Linked DNA regions of Sus scrofa: region 1 is linked to region 2. Evidence: chromatin contacts called from public Hi-C data. All regions are on one chromosome and are shown on one strand. The core of a region is the stretch at or near the end of the contact, and the rest is flanking DNA. Distances in the headings are between cores, read along the strand shown.

Region 1 (4,098 bases), core at 1,054-3,553, 44 kb after region 2:
AAGGCCAAATTGTTTATGGGCCCCTTCCCAATAGATCTCCTGGAAGAGACAATACTGAATCTTATTATTTTGATTTTTTTTTATCAAAAAAGGTAACTTCTCCTTTGAAGTATACACAAGCTCAAAATAATTCTTTTGAAAATATCTAAATTAATGTGAGAAAATTAAATCGAGTAGAACTTAAATGAAGGCATTTTTATAAGGCCTAAGATCTAGCACCAATTAAAAGTATGTTATTAAAAGAAGAATGGAATTGAATAGCCAAAGTCCATCCACGCTAACATTTTTTTCCTTTTTTTGGTCTTTTTAGGGCCACACCTGCAGCACATGGAAGTTCCCAGGCTAGGGGTCGAATCAGAGCTACAGCTGCCGGCCTACACTACAGCTCATAGCAACGCCGGATCTTTAACTCACTGAGTGGGGCCAGGGATTTAACCCTCGTCCTCATGGATTCTAGTCAGGTTTGTTACTGCTGAGCCATGACAGGAACTCCCACTCTAACATTCTACTGGGCTTAATCATTCTTGCACTGAATCTGCTGCTTAGATTCTGCCTGAACTCCAAAGCAGTCTATCTCTGATATGGGCTGCTTTAGCACCCACAAATTTTCACTGCCTTTGGAGTTTCACCTTTTGTTTTGAAGGTACAGGGCAAGAGATATGAAGTATTTCCTAGGAGCCTAAATAGTATTGGCCACGGGAGAGGGCATTGATATGGGCCAGTGTTCAGCATCAGCTCGGGAGTAGCAGAGACACTCATGTGTGTCTGGGTGTGTGTGTGTGTTTTAAATAAATTAATGTGTGTGTTTGGGATACAGGATAGGGGCCTCTCCTGCCCAGGTCTAAGCAGGGTAGTGCTCAGTGATACTAGGAATTTAATGCCAAGCTCATTTGTAGGATAATCTAGATGGCTACATTTTTCTTAGAATTTCTTCAGCATGGAGAAAGAGGACTAGACTAATGGCTTAGAGAATTGTAGCGAACTTCTACGTTTGACATTCCCCCAAGCTAGGTATAAATGATAGCTTTATGAAGACCTTTTCAAGAAAGGAACACACAGACCTAACCAAAGAGAAAGGGTAGTGTAGTGAACCACCACTGTTCCATTGCCAAGCTCTAAGAATTACCAATGCATGGTCAGTCTTTTTCATCTATACCCCTACTCAGTCCTCCTCTCTCCCTAACTTACTTTAAAGCAAATCCTAGATGTTTTATTCACACATCCTAAATATTTCTAAAAGATATTCTAAAAAAGATATAATCACAGGGCCATTATCCAATGATTCCCACTAGCAAATACTTCAACAGCTTCATCTATGGGTAAGGCACTGTGTGGTTTTTGCTTTTGAGGATGAAAATAATTTGCCATGAAGAAACGGTGGTGGTTTACCGTTTGAAGTCACAAGCTCTGAGGAGGTGTGACATGCATGTATGGTAAAAGCTACACTAGATCTACTGTCGGGTTTGGCATTAAGAACGGTAGATTGTGGATTTAAATGACCTGGTTTATATTTTCCCCCTAAACCTTTGGAAAACAAGGCGTGGGAAGGGGATTTAGTGTCTCTATTAGGCTGAGGCGTGTGTAAACTTGTTTCTTTTGTCCAAAAGGTACAAGTTGTTAAGAGAAGCATGGATTTATATGAACAACTTCTCCAAGAGACTTACACACACACACAAAACCAAAACTGCCTCGGTCGGGGAAATTGGTTGGTTTCGGGTCACGTTCCAGCTGTCGGCAGGCAGTACCGGCTGGTTTGCTCCAGGCAGGCCATAGGTCAGCGGCCTCGGCCAAGGACTTGGTGCCTGGGTCTCCAGCAGCGCCCAGGGCTCTCAGGCGACAGGGCGTTTCCTCTTTTCCGGCTTCGAAAAGTTTTGTTTTGGTTCTTAGTTCCCTGTCAAGGAAAGGCGCCTTGTTGACGAAAGGTTTCTCAGTCTCCTCCTTATGGCTTGAGGCCAAGTTTCCCCTATCCCAGTTTAGCCCGACTTGGGTTCCTTCGAGATCCTCGAAAGCACAGGGAGTGGGTCTTCCGAGAAGGAAGAGGAGCCGGCACCGGTACCACCGTCTTTGGCCGGCCCCTCTCTTCGCTCCGTTTTTGAGCCAGTACTCATGACACCGCGAAGGGTGCGGGCAGTCTCCGGGGTGCCTGCTCCGGGACCGGATTCTCCACCACTCCCTAGAGAATACTGTCTTAGCCGCGCCCGCGCAGGCAGGAGTGGAAAGGACTAAATCCCGGGAATGGGGCCCGGGGCGCATGCGCAAGCGAGCCGCGGCTTTTGAGTGTTCGCCCCGCGGCTGCAGCCGCTAGGTGGCGCATGCGCCCTAGAGGGTGCCGGCCGGTCTCCGGGAAGAAGGCGGCGGCTGCGGCGGCGGCGGCGGCGAAAGGCGGGGGCGCCGTGGGGGCCGGGCCGGTGTTTACCCGGCGGCGGGAGGGCGCGGACGCGGAACCCGGTGCGGCGGCGGTGGCACGATGGTCATGGCGCATTTCGTTGAGAATTTTTGGGTAAGAGAAGGATGTTGGACATTGTGTGGGTTTCGGAGTCTGAGAGTTTCGGCGGCTGACCTCGGCCTGCGTGCGCTTCGGGCGGTGGCGGCTCCGCGGGCAGGGCCAGCGTCCTCGGACCGCCGCCTGCTGCGTCCTGCCCGGGTGAAGCCCGTCGGGTGGCTGGTCTCCGGCCGCCCAGACCCGCAGGCTCGCAGCCCCTGCGGGGGGCGGGTGTTGTCAGCGCGGCCCTTCAGTCCGTGGCGGGGACGCCGAGGGGCTGCCGGCCGCCCGCGCTGGGACAAAGCGCCGGATGGGGCGGGAGACGGGACCCGGCCCCGCCGGAGACTCCCGGCGCCGGGCGCCTTCCGCGGCTCAGACGCGGACGCCGGGCCCGCGGCGCGGCCGCTCCCAGACGCGGGCAGCAGGCGAGTGCCGGCCGGGGGGAGCTCGCCTCCTTCCAGCCCCGCAGGCCCCCATCTTAGCCTTTTTGCCCCCCCACCATATCCCCACGAATTCCCGTGCGGGCTTGGGCTGGATCAGCACTTCCTCTCGGCTTCGCAGCTCGGCTCGTGGGTCTGTGCCCGGGACTTTGCCTCTGGGCCTGTTCACAAAGCGCAGAAAAGTTGAATTTAATGTAACTGGATTCCTTGGGCTTAAATGCACCGATACTTCTCCTTGTGCCCTGTGCTCCTTCCCCTTCCTCATTCTTTCCACACCCGTCCTCTTAACTCCGTATTAGTGTTAGCTGGTTCTTTGAGAATGAGTTCCCAGTCTCCCTGTGGAGTGTTTTTCTGCAGTTATTGTTTGTTGTAATGGGAAGTACAGTTCAGCCATGTACAGGAAAGTAGCATGTTTACTTAGGTATCTCAGGAATCCCATTTTATGGCTTGACAGTTGCATGTGCCACAATTCCATTTTAATTTAAGATGTAGAAATATTTAAAGCAGTACTCTCAGTGAGTAAGGAGTGTGTCTTAAATTCTTAATTTCCAAATGTTTCAAGCGGGGACTTGCTTAGTAATCACATCGGTTCATAATTATTAGTCTTGAATGTTTCTTGTTTTCCACACGCGACATAAATACTAGACGTTGGGGTTTTTGTTTTTAACACAGCTTTATTGAGGTATAATTCACCTGCCATACAATACACCCGTTTAAGTAAACAGTTCAAATTTTTTCGTGTATTCATAGAGTTGTGCAAATGTCACCACGCTTTTAGAACAATTTCATCACCTCAGGAAGAATCACGGTATCCTGTAGCAGTCATTCCCAATTTCCTTCTTTCTTTAGTCCTAATCTCTAGATTTCTACCTATGTAGATTTATCTATTCTGGACGTAGTTATATAAATGGGTTCATATATGTGGCTTTGTGACTAGCTTCTTTCACTTAGCATGGCTCCAAGATTCACCTAGGATATAGCATGTGTCAGGACATAATTCCATTATTTTACCCGAATTTGTGATCCAGCGTATGCATACAGACACGCACATATGTATACTACATTTTATTTGTCTACTCATCAGTGGTAGATCTTTGGTGGTTTGTGCTTTTTGACTATTAGGAATAATGCTGCTATAAACTTTTCGTACAAGTTTTTATGTGGACGTATAAAACT
Region 2 (4,201 bases), core at 1,241-3,740:
CCAGGCTAGGGGGCCGAACTGGAGCTACAGCTTCTGGCCTACGCCATAGCCACAGAAATGTGGGATCTGAGCCACGTCTGTGACCTACACCACAGCTCACCACAATGTCAGATCCTTAACCCACTGAGCAAGCCCAGGGATCAAACCTGTATCCTCATGGATGCTAGTTGGGTTCTTTAATCACTGAGCCACGAAGGGAACTCTGGATGCCATATTTCTTTTTTTTTTTTTTATTACTCAATGAACTTATTACATTTATAGCTGTACAATGTCCAGATGCCATTTTTCTAAGGCATCAGATTCTAAGGCATCAGAGAGCAAAGAATTTGTATAATGGATCTGCTCCAAGGGTCACTGCTCCTCTAGTTGTCCCCTCAGCTTCCTCTGCAGGAAGTGAGGAGGGGGAAGGAATAGCACCCCCTCCTTCACAGGTAACACCTTTCCATACCCACCCACGTGGGATTTCATTCAAACTTTTATGAAATACTAGGAGCATTCTAAGTATTTTACCGATCCAGAATTATTTCTACCTTTTGCTCTATAGCTCCTTGAACAACTGCAACCACAGATAGCCCTTTCCTGAAAGCCCATGGGACTTAAATCAAATGCTTGCACTCAATCTAACCCCTGAATCCATACTTAAAGCAATTACATATTAGAGCTGGGGAGAAAACTGGTAGATCCTCCTCTCCAAACACCATCTTTTTTTTCTTTTTTTTGGCTTTTCTAAGGCTGCACCCATGGCATATGGAGGTTCCCAGGCTAGGGGTCCAATCGGAGCTGTAGCCACCGGCCTACACCACAGCCACAGCAATGCCAGATCCGAGCTGTGTCTGGACCTATACCACAGCGCATGGCCATCCAGATCCTTAACCCACTGAGCGAGACCAGGGATTGAACCCGCAACCTCGTGGTTCCTGGTCGGATTCGTTAACCACTGAGCCACGACTGGAACTCCCAAACACCATCATTTTTTACAAGCCAGATACCTGTGGTCCTGAGGGGAGAAAGAACCTGCTTGAGGTCCCAGAACCTGATGGTGGAGCTTCCACTCATCCTCCCAGGTTTCCCTCTCATCTTACAGCTTGTATATGGCAAGATCAGCACCTTAAGAGCTGCAAAGCCTCCTTATCTACCTGTCTACCCACCTTGCACCTTTTACAATGCCTGGAACATGGAAGCAGCTCAGTAGACTGGGGATGGGCAAAGGACAAGCAAAGCTAGAGGCACCCAAGTCAAGATCTGGAAGAGGAGGGAGAATAGAGATTACGACTTTGAGAAAAGTATCCAGAAAATGCCATGGGGAATTCAGAAGGCCCATGGAGTGGTTAAGTGCCCTAGCTTTGAAGTCACTTGTGCTAAGCTTTTTCATTCAGGCACTCAGTGAGGGTCTACCTGATGCAGGGAACAGTGAGAGAAGCAAAACAGAGGCCATGATCACAAACAGAGAATCAAAGAAGCAAGTCAACAGTTAATTTCAACTGGTGACAAATGCTCTTAAAGAAAAAACACAGGAGTAATCTAATAAAGAATGTGTGCATGAGGGAGCAATTTCAAACAAGCAGCCAAGCGAGAGCATATTTGAGGAAGTAATATTTAAGCTGAGATTATAGGTGACCAACTGTGTGATTTAAGGCAGGTTACTCAACCTCTCTGAGCCCCAGCTTCCTTATCTGTATTAGGAAGGCAAAGCCAAGTACCTCCTGGGGCTGGATGAGTGTAAAGTAGGTAGACCCGAATTACCAGCCCACACTAAGTAGACACTGCGGCTACTGTCATTCTGAGAAGGTTAGCGACCTGTAACATGTGGGAAAGCTTAGGAGGTCAGCACAAAATGCAAGGTCCCAGAAGGACCACTATTCCAATTACCAGCCTCTTTCTTTCCTACCATATTGCAAGTTCTGGGGCAGGGGCCAGGTGGTCTCTGACCCTGGAGCCCCGCTCTGCGCAAGGAAGAGAAGCCAGGAAGCTAGGAACTTGAGGGGCAGGGGTTCGGTGCAACTGGGCCACTTCTCAATCGCTGGCGCCCGTCCCCATCGTGGCCTGTCCCCGCGGCAGCCATCTTGGGTGTCCCCCCGCGGCGAGTTTCGTCACGCGGCCGTGGGGACAGCGTGGCAGGGCGCTTGCGGGAGTGGATGGGTGGGCCTCCTCCCATCAGGGGTGACCCACTCCACTGCGGGGGCTCAGGGTGATCTCGGAGTAGGTCAGGCTGCTGGAGGTGGGGAGTTCAGGCAGCGGGATGGCAGGGGTCCCCAAAGTGCAGGGACGCCCCTGGCCGGGGGAGTCCCGGCTATGGTTTGGGGGCTTCTGACCTCTCAGCCCGGGGGTCTCCCTGCAACCACTCCGCAGGCGCGCGCCCCCGCTCCAGCTCGTGTCCCTCTGCCAGGCTCCCGGCGCGTCTCCCACTCACTGCATTCGGGCCGATCGCTCGCGACTCACCGCTCCCGGCGGGCCACCACTCGCGCCGCTTGCAGGACCTGCTCGGCGCCGCCTCCTCCGCCACCGGAAGCGTTTCTCCCGCCACGGCTGCCCCGCGCGCCGCCGCCGCCCGGAGCGCGCCCTCGGAGCGCGTCCCCGTGCGGAGCCACGCGGTCGGGCTGGGCCGGGCTGCGGACGCGCGCAGGCGGCCCTGGACTCGCCCTCCCGGTCGCTGCGCCCTGCGCGCGGTATCCTCCCGGTTCAGGCGCGATGGCCAGTGCCCGTGCTTTAGCCTCTGGCTCCATCGTGAACCTCAAGTTCATCCTCACCGTGGTATAGGTCTCTGCTGAGGCCAGTGCCGTGTTTTCCATTTTGGTTTTCCCTAGGGATGACTTCTTACTTGACCATTTCTCTGTTCCTAGTCAGCATCCACTCACTCACTCACTCATTTAAACCATTGTTTCCCAAAGTGTGGAATTTGGCACCACTGGGGCTACAAGGCGATTTTAGGTAATACAAGGGCCACGACCTGATTCGTGTCTTTAAAAATCAAGCTGACTGCTGTGTGAATAGGCTGTAGAGAAGGAGATGCTGAGGCAGAAAGGCCAGAACGAAGGCTGCCACCATGGTTAACCAGCGGAGAGATTGTTGCGGAAACCGCAAAAACTGTGGCAACGGAAGGAGACAAACAGCACTCGGAGATATGGAAAAGCAAGGTTTATTCAGCACCGGTGCGGGCTCAGAGGAGTCACCTCCAGAGTCTGAGCGCCAGGTCTTTGTTCTCAGTAACTTTTATACACTACAAGGTCTTGATTTTCCCAGGTAAGCATCCCGGACCTCCCCAATCCCCAAGCAGTGTTCCTCCCTAAGAAACTGAGCAAGCAAGGTTACAGAGCAGAACTGATAAGCAATACTGGGTACCTGATTAGCAGGGCTGCTGGCTTGGACAGAGAGCACACAGTTGTTACATTATTACAAGAAGGGTGGCATAGGGATTAGCACAGCTGGAAAGGCTTGCAGCTGCCTTCTTAGCCAAGGGGTGGGGGTGGGGGGTTGTTCTTTAGTTAAAACTCCATTTCATTCCCCCCTCTTGATGTTCAGGGTGCATCTGCACCCCTTTACAGATCATCACCAGTCATAACCCTTTGGTAGCCTCTAATAAGTAGCAGGTGGGAGGCTGTTTTTCTTTCAACCATGTTTTTTTATAAAAACCTTTTATAATATTTATCAGGAGAGGTACAAGGCAGGGAACAAGTAGGCACCCTGCGAGTATAACCATAATTATTCCGACCATTGTCTTAATTTCTCCCAACCAAGAGAACCATTTACCAAAGACACTGTCTGTATCCCATCCTTTCCAAGTTTGTACAGGTACATGGGCTAGTTTAGTCATGCGATCAGCAATTTCTTCTACCACCTTTTCAGTGTCATCTCTTTGTAGACAGCAATTACTTAAGTTAAATTTTCCACAAACCCCTCCTTTAGAAGCAAGTAAATAATCCAAGGCCAAGCGATTTTGGTAGATTGCACTGCGCATTTTAGTTTGTTGTTGGGCCAATATAGTCAAGGCCCTTGCAGTGTCATTTGTTATAAGTTCCAAAACCGCCTGTAGTCTGATGATACGGTTCAGCATATAGATAGGGGTGCGATATCCCCAAGAGCCATCCTCTGCCCAGGTGGCAGGTCCATAATATTGAATTATCCATTCTGGGGGCCATTTATCATCTTTCCGGTCTCCAATTTGGAGAGCCCTCCGGTCTCTCTGGGCACCCTGTGCCCTATG

The links. A called contact is a pair of places that touch in the nucleus more often than the background predicts.
Region 1: a Hi-C map of liver shows a contact between it and region 2, with 2.6 times the contacts expected there. The contact joins the promoter of FCHO2 here to the promoter of SFXN1 in region 2. A contact is called at or near these places in 2 of 47 Hi-C or Micro-C datasets (embryonic fibroblasts and liver) and 1 of 2 datasets of contacts at active chromatin or transcription factors (skeletal muscle).

Annotation. Positions count from the first base shown.
Region 1 is chr2:82,098,980-82,103,077 of Sscrofa11.1, forward strand. FCHO2 (F-BAR domain only protein 2) reads left to right here and starts at 2,304. Exons shown (of 26, transcript XM_021084438.1): 1 at 2,304-2,500. The coding sequence starts at 2,468.
Region 2 is chr2:82,055,067-82,059,267 of Sscrofa11.1, forward strand. It overlaps SFXN1 (sideroflexin 1), which reads right to left and starts at 2,491. Exons shown (of 11, transcript NM_001098602.2): 1 at 2,440-2,491.